Regions from separate parts of the Hordeum vulgare genome. Here region 1 is linked to region 2. A link is a contact called in public Hi-C data. All regions are on one chromosome and are shown on one strand. The core of a region is the stretch at or near the end of the contact, and the rest is flanking DNA. Distances in the headings are between cores, read along the strand shown.

Evidence for each region. A called contact is a pair of places that touch in the nucleus more often than the background predicts.
Region 1: a Hi-C map of seedling shows a contact between it and region 2, with 5 times the contacts expected there. The contact joins the promoter of LOC123448375 here to the promoter of LOC123448372 in region 2. A contact is called at or near these places in 2 of 6 Hi-C or Micro-C datasets (leaf and seedling).

Annotation. Positions count from the first base shown.
Region 1 is chr4H:193,861,163-193,865,055 of MorexV3_pseudomolecules_assembly, forward strand. It overlaps LOC123448375, which reads right to left and starts at 2,340. Exons shown (of 4, transcript XR_006631715.1): 1 at 1,768-2,340.
Region 2 is chr4H:193,233,490-193,237,143 of MorexV3_pseudomolecules_assembly, forward strand. It overlaps LOC123448372 (nicotianamine aminotransferase 1-like), which reads left to right and starts at 1,607. Exons shown (of 8, transcript XM_045125219.1): 1 at 1,607-1,798; 2 at 1,880-2,178; 3 at 3,388-3,654. The coding sequence starts at 1,781.

The sequences.
Region 1 (3,893 bases), core at 1,090-3,589, 630 kb after region 2:
AAAGGAATAAATTTGGACCAATGAAGAATAACATAGTTGATGCACATGCAAGATGCAAAAGTTACACGCACCAACTAAATGAGCAATCCGGCAAAACAAAAAACTAAAAGGGTTGTAGGTTGTCAATTAACCAGATTTGACACCAATGAAAGCTCAAACCCATTAACTAACCTCCGTGTATCCTAATTGAGACGCTTTGGGCCAGCACCAAATTAATGGGCAACTGATCGGCTATTCAAAGCATTTTTTAGTACACTCGTAAAGTAGAAATGGTAGCCTCTTCAAACTATTTTTCATCGAACAATTCAAGACGAAATGAATATATGAACTACTCCACATGTAGGAATAGCTGCCTTGTTCAAACTGCCGGTATAGTTTTTCATCCATATTTCAATACTAGAAGTCAAAACGACTCTTATAAACTAGTGAATTAAAATAGGTACACTGGAGAACTGGGAATAATGAGTGCCTTAAGTGGGTAAGTTAAAATTCTTCTACTGTAATATAAACTAGAATGAAAAGAAGATCATCTTAAGCTTACATAATGAACATATTGTCATGCATATCAGGGAAGGAATCATCAAGCGGATCTAGGAGAAGCAAGATTTCTGATACATTTAAGATCTTTTGAGAAACTGCAAGGATTATCCGCTGACAAATAAACTCTTCATTTCCTAATTTGCGGAACAACTCTTGCACGTTGAATTGTGCATCTGAGCAGTCAATTGGTCCTCCAAACATGAACGAAATGGAAGACGACAATCAATGTACTATTGGTTTATATTAGGAGCACATACACATGAATGCCAAAATTCATAGTTTACGTCATTGTGTTTACTCTGCACTGGAATGACCAAAGTAACTAAATGAAACTACAGATGTGGCCACTCAGCAGATCTAATCAAAATAAAACATGATTCAAAGTGTTCATGTAAAATAATATGTTGATATGATTTGCCTATAATGAAGAATGTAAAACAAACACGAAGCCTATAACTAATCTATCATACTTGGTGGGACTTCCACACGTAGTACAAGTTCAATTTTGATACACAAGAGGTATTTCACATTACTTTGTGGACGGCATATAAAGTAAACATACATTTGTTATCTCTAGTTGGGATGGAAATTTGTTTGACAATAAGTTGGGATGGAGGCTGTAAACTAGAATGCTACCTAGTGTATTGTAAACCGAAATATTAAGGAAAGCATAATTTATTTCACATTAGATATCTCCCAGAGCAGATCATCCATGATTTTGCAGCATAACTTAGGGCTGACCTCAAGAAAGCCATGACCATGAGTAAAATACTTCCAGGTCGTTGAAGTACAAAAGAGGCAATTTTCTATTTTATGTGATTCCGTAGCATAGCACGGGCATCTTACTAGTCTGTTTCAAGAGACTGAAACTCAGTGTTGATTTGCCATGACACAAACAAATTGTTTGCTTGCATCAGAAATTTGACTCAGACAACTAGTTCATGCTAGGCACAACCTGAATATATGGGCAATATATGGCACACACTTGACATCTCCATTTGCCAGTGCTGAAGAGATAGGATCAAATCAAACAGAAAAATTGACATTTCCCCTTGGCCAAAGCTGCCAATCGAAGCCCACAACTCCTCAAATTGTTTTTTTTTGGGGGATGCTTATTAAATCGGTTCAGATTTAGCATACCAAGTTCCTCAGATTGTAACCCACGTCCCGCGGACAGCACAAAATAAAGCATGGATGTATGCAAGGGCGGCTGGCTGGCTGTCTTACCTCGGCGTAGTCGTCGCCGGCGGCCACCGTGACCGTGAGCGAGGGGTGTCTTGGCCTTGCAGGGAGGCCCTGTTGCCGCACCGTTGGCAGAGGGAGGGGGCGCGGCATACTCCCTCGTATATATCCTAACCCTCGCCGTCGGTGTGCCGTGCTCGCCGTCGGATACCTGGATGGGCTTGAGGCCGCCGTCCTTGATGGTGACGGAGATGGTGGAGGAGTCGGCGTCGATGCTGTTTTCGACGAGCTCCTTTACCGCCGACGAGGGCCGCTGGATCACCTCCCCCGCGGCGATGCGGTTCACCACCGACTCCTCCAGTCGCCGGATGCGGGGTTGCTCCCCGCCCCCGCCCCGTCGCGCGGCACCGCGTCGTCGACCTCCATGCCCGTCGCGCCGCGTCTGGGGACCGGGCGGAGGAGGTGGGGAATGGGGAGGCGGAGACGGCAAAGGTTCCGTCGATTTGGGGACGAAGGGAGGATCGGCCGCCATAGGTCGTGGGGGGAGAGAGAGATGGGGATCGCCAAGAGAGATGGGTCATGGGATTTCTGTCTTTCATTTTTTTTCTCGTTTTCTTCACTTGGGCAGCCAGCCTATCACATGCGAGGCCACGGATCCCTCCCAAAAACTCCTAGCCATCCACTCATTCTACATCTAACGCTTCAAAACCCTTCTCTCATTCAACACACCTCTATCACTTTTTCTCTTCTTCTTTTTTCAATCGTTAGCACTTAATGATCAATTTGTGCAATAGTATCATGACCTAATGGACGCAAAAGGTCATCGTTATGGGCTTTGGACCCTCTTAGACTTACCATGACTAATTTCGGAATTTTGGTCATGGATCAATGACCAATTAAACCACCATCATTTTTTGGGGTCATAATTGAGCATTTTTCTTGTAGTGATCGGGAAGACATAGTTGTCGGTGAAAACCGAGCCGATGGCAGAAGATGGCGGCATTCTGTGTCGTTACCTTGATGAAGGCATCGTCGTGTAACTATTGTTGACCCACTCGTGATGCTCTGGGGAAACCCTTAGATCTGATCGTCATATCGGACGATGGCAACACTACGGTGTCGTGCCTCTCTTGGGAGCATCGTTTCTGGAGCAACGCTGGATGACAGAGGAAGGCGGTGGATGGGCTTCGTCTTGATCGGAGCTTCGGTGGAGATGTCAAGTCATGATTGGCCGACAGGTGCTACGTTGTGTCATGCCTGCTCAGCACGTGCTACACACGACAGATCTTTTGGAGTCTTCATGTCAGGATGGACGAGCGCAGGACGGTGGCGTCGTTGGACGCCATGGCGGCGTCGACGGATGGACGGACTGGCAAGGGTGATACGGATATCTCTCCTGAAGATGGAACAATGGTTCGATGAGGATGACGACTTCTAAAACGTGTGCAAGTGGTATACGATTTAGGTTTACTGCACCGTTTGTTGTTCTGATACGTTATAGGGATAGATCGGTGATGACAACGGTTTGTGATACATAGAGTGGGAGCATTCAACATTATCATGTTTGTAGGTGTGAGTGATGGCTTCGATGGCTTGATGTATGATTTTATCACACCTTTGTGAAATAATTAATAAAAAGGATGTATGCATCGGTTGATGCAGAGGTCGGGGATTGAGCCTCTTTAAAAAAAAATTGTATGCTTGGGACCATGAAAGCTAGCGTTGTCCATAAGCAAGAATCTCTCCCGTCATTAAGACATCCGAGCTAGCCTGCGTGCATTTTGCAAGCAGATCAGTATCAGGCCATCAGCAGACGCCGCCATGAATACAGCGTTCAGGTTATGGTTGCGTTTGGTTCGCCATGGCCTGGTCATGGAGCTAGCTCCTAGTAGGTACGTATGTACGTGCGTACAGTCCTGACTAGTGACTACTACTACAGCTGCATTCAACTAGTCAAAAACCCGTTGCATCGGTACGGGCTAGCTATGGTAATGATAAGATCTAAACTTTCATTAGTAGTTCTTAATTGTAAAATCTCCTTACAAATTGCCAAGTGAAATTTGTATAGATAAACATATGAAATGTTATTATATGTAACATGTAAGAGTTGGCACTATTATGAGCGGGACAAAATGGCATGTGCATATCTTTAACTAGATGATGCCCCGCAC
Region 2 (3,654 bases), core at 357-2,856:
TGATAGTGGAATTGAAAGAATCCGTTGAACATCAATGGGCCACATTGTTTGTCTAATAAGGTCTTCATCCCAATGTGGAATTGAAAGAATCCATTGAACATCAATGGGCCACATTGTTTGTCTAATAAGGTCATCATCCCAATTATTCGTAACAGGATCAATCAAATCAGCCACTTTAGATAACAAAATTCCTCCCTTTGGCGTTACAGTTTTTCTATTGACACAATTTGGAATCCAAGCGCCATCCAAATGTTGATGTTTTGTCCATTCCCCACTCGCAATATAACCATTTTTTTAGAGAGTTCACACCAGTCATAAAACTCTGCGAGGTGAAGGAAGAGCCTTTCCTTAACTTAGTGTTCAGTAGAGCACCGTCAGAATAGTACTTGGCCCTTAGAATAGTAGCACACAAGGACTCGGGACTATCAAGAAGGCGCTACACCTGTTTGGCGAGCATTGCTAAATTAAAACAGTGGATATCATGAAATCCGATTCCTCCTTGGTTTTTAGGGACACACATCTTCTACCAGGCCATCCAATGCATCCTTCTACGATTCCCCTCGTCTCCCCACAAGAAATGCGCTATCGCGTCAATGATTCCTCTATAGATCTTTTTAGGAATTTTAAAGACCGACATTGCATAGGTGGGTATGGATTGGATAACAGCCTTGAGGAGGATCTCCTTCCCTCGAGTAGAAAGTAGTTTTCCCTTCCAACCACTAACTTTTTTTAACTATTCACTCAATCAGAAATTGAAAACACTCTGTTTTATCTAATCCCACATTTTCTCGCAAGCCCAGATATTTATCATTGAGGGCCTTAGTCATAATATTTAGAGTAGTACATAATTGTTCTCTAATTTCCACATTCGTATTAGGACTGATAAAAATTGCTAGATTTTTCAACGCTAACCAATTGTCCCGAAGCCGCTCAGTATGAATCTAGTATTGATTCGAGAGCTATCGCACTCTGATTGTTGGCTTTCATAAGAATCAACGAATCATCCGTAAAGAGAAGGTTTGTGATGGGTGGGGCATCTCTACAGACTTTTACACCCAAAATATTTTCATTTTTCTCAGCATATGCTAGCAAATGCATTCAAAACTTCTCTGCATAATAAGAAAAGATAAGGTGACAACGGATCACCGTGCCTCAAACCCTTTGTTGGTTTAAAACTTTCACTTTCCTTCCCATTAATTCGTACTCTGTATTCGATAATCGAGACACATTGCATAGTAAGATTTACTCAATCTTGACGGAAGTCCGGTCTCAACATAATCTCATTCAAAAAAGATTACTCAACTCAATCATAAGCTTTATGCATATCGAGTTTAATACCATACAATCTCTACAGACTTTATGATTATTTTTTTCTTGGGGTTGCAGCGGAAGAAAAAAGTATTGCGATCAACCAGTTTGCACGGCCTCTGCGGCGTGAGCTCTATCTTGTGACACGACACACGTATCGCTCTTGGCTTTTGCATCCATACATGCCTGTTACTTGTAAATCTCTCCCTGTCCCTCTCGCGCGCGCATCCACGGCGTGCGTCCGCGTCTCTCTCCAGCAGAGTCCTTGGCTGCCGTGCGAAACGTTTGCTAGTTCTGACCATTACTTGTGCGTCTCTGAGCCACAGAACCGCTACAAATACACCCCCACACGCCTGGTGACTAGCGACGACAGAACCCTCACGTACGCCTAGATCTCATCTCTTGTTCTCTTTCATTCGTTTCCTCTCTCCCTTTTTCTCGCATTCTGTTGTTGTGTGCAGAGTCTGCTCTCATGGCGCCGACTGCCCATGTACCACCTACCCTACCCCCGCTGTGAAATGCGTATCACAGTTAATGCGCATGCCTCATTTCCTGTTTCTTGGTTCTTCAGATTGCGGCGGTGCCCGCGCAAGAGCGAATTGGAGGCTGCGCGTGCGCGTGCAAGACGGCGGTGAGGTGCCACCCGGCGCTGTCGTCGGAGGGGAAGGCGTCAATCAGGGGAGTCGTCGGCAACCTGCTCGCGGCCGCCGGCAAGGACAAGGGCCTCCTCTCCCTCGGCGTTGGCGACGCCTCCGCGCACGCCTGCTTCCGCCGGGGCGGGGAGTTCGCTGCCGACGCCGTCGCCTGCGCCGCCAGGTCCGGGGACTTCGACTGCTACGCGCCCTCCTACGGCTTCCCCGCCGCACGCCGGTCAGGGCCGTTCATTTAGTCTGGTGATAAGGATGTTTCTTCAACTTGGCGCAGCCAATCAAAACATTCATTTAGTCCCAAACTTTTTATTAGAGGTTTCGTTTCTTAAAGCATCTCCAGCCGCGCCCCCAACACACCCTTCGGCCTTTTTTTTGCGGACGAAAAAAAACCCGGCCCTGACATCACATTAGAAAAGCTCTCACATCGAAATACCATTAGATACACAATTGCAAAAGGCTCTCACATCATCTTGATTTTCTTCCATTATGATTTTTTGCAACACCATCACATTCACATGCTGTTTCCTTTCCCGTTTGCCCATAACAAAAGACATTACCATATGTGGTACGACCTGCTTGGCTCCTCGCCACTTGGACTATCAATATCTATCACAAAGTTCTAACTTCCAAGTCAGTTGTACTACAAGTGCACCCCTTGATAGCTGACAACCACACATATACTAGCAGTAGATGGTACTCCCTCCGTCCCAAAATAACTGTCTCAAGCTTAGTATAACTTTATATTAGAGCTAGTACAAAGTTGAGACACTTATTTTGGGACGGAGGAAGTAGCAAATATGAACCAACCCCACCCCTCCCCACCCATATATACTAGCAGTAGATGATCGAACGTGTCCTCTATTTGTCCATCCGTCTCATATGTTCGGTCACTTGCACGTGATTGGTGGAGAGGAAAATAGAAAGAAAAAATGAATAAAGAAATGAAAAAGGTGGTTTGTGGTGGGGTCAGTCTTATGTGGTGGACTGACCGGGCGCGTCCTCATATCATCTCTATATTTAAAATAAATATGGGGCTTCGCGGATAGCCCGGACGTATAGAGATGATATGAGGTATCTGGTTGGGTCATTTTTTGCCTTCTTTCTTTTGTCCGGCCATTGACCGGGATCATTTGAGACGTTTGGGTGTAGATGCTCTAACCATTCCAAGCCGTGTCCGGCTGTAGATGCTCTAACCATTCCAAGCCGTTCATGTCACTGGTACACCTTCACTGACCAATCGCTTTACATTTTTTCCCAAATACGACAAAACTTTGACGGAAATCGTGTAAACTGAGATGCTCCCAAGAGTTTGCACTCTAAAAATGATGAAAACGATATTTACTTCATATTTCTCTTGACAAGATTTTACCAAGCTTGATGACATCCCTTGTAATTCTTTGACTGACGCAAGAGACATTCTTTGTAACAGCGCGGTCGCCGACCACCTGTCTGCCGGCACACACCACCGCATCCGGGAGTCCGATGTGTTCATGACGGTTGGTGGTACAGGCGCGATCACTGCCATCACCACGGTGCTCGGTGGGGCTCCAAGGGCTAACATCCTGCTGCCCCGACCGGGCTTTGCCCCCTACGAGGCAGCCTGCGAGCTTGTCGGCGCCGAGCCTCGGTTCTACGATCTCCTGCCCCAGCAAGGCTGGGAGGCCGACCTTGCAGGAGTACGCGCCATGGCTGATCG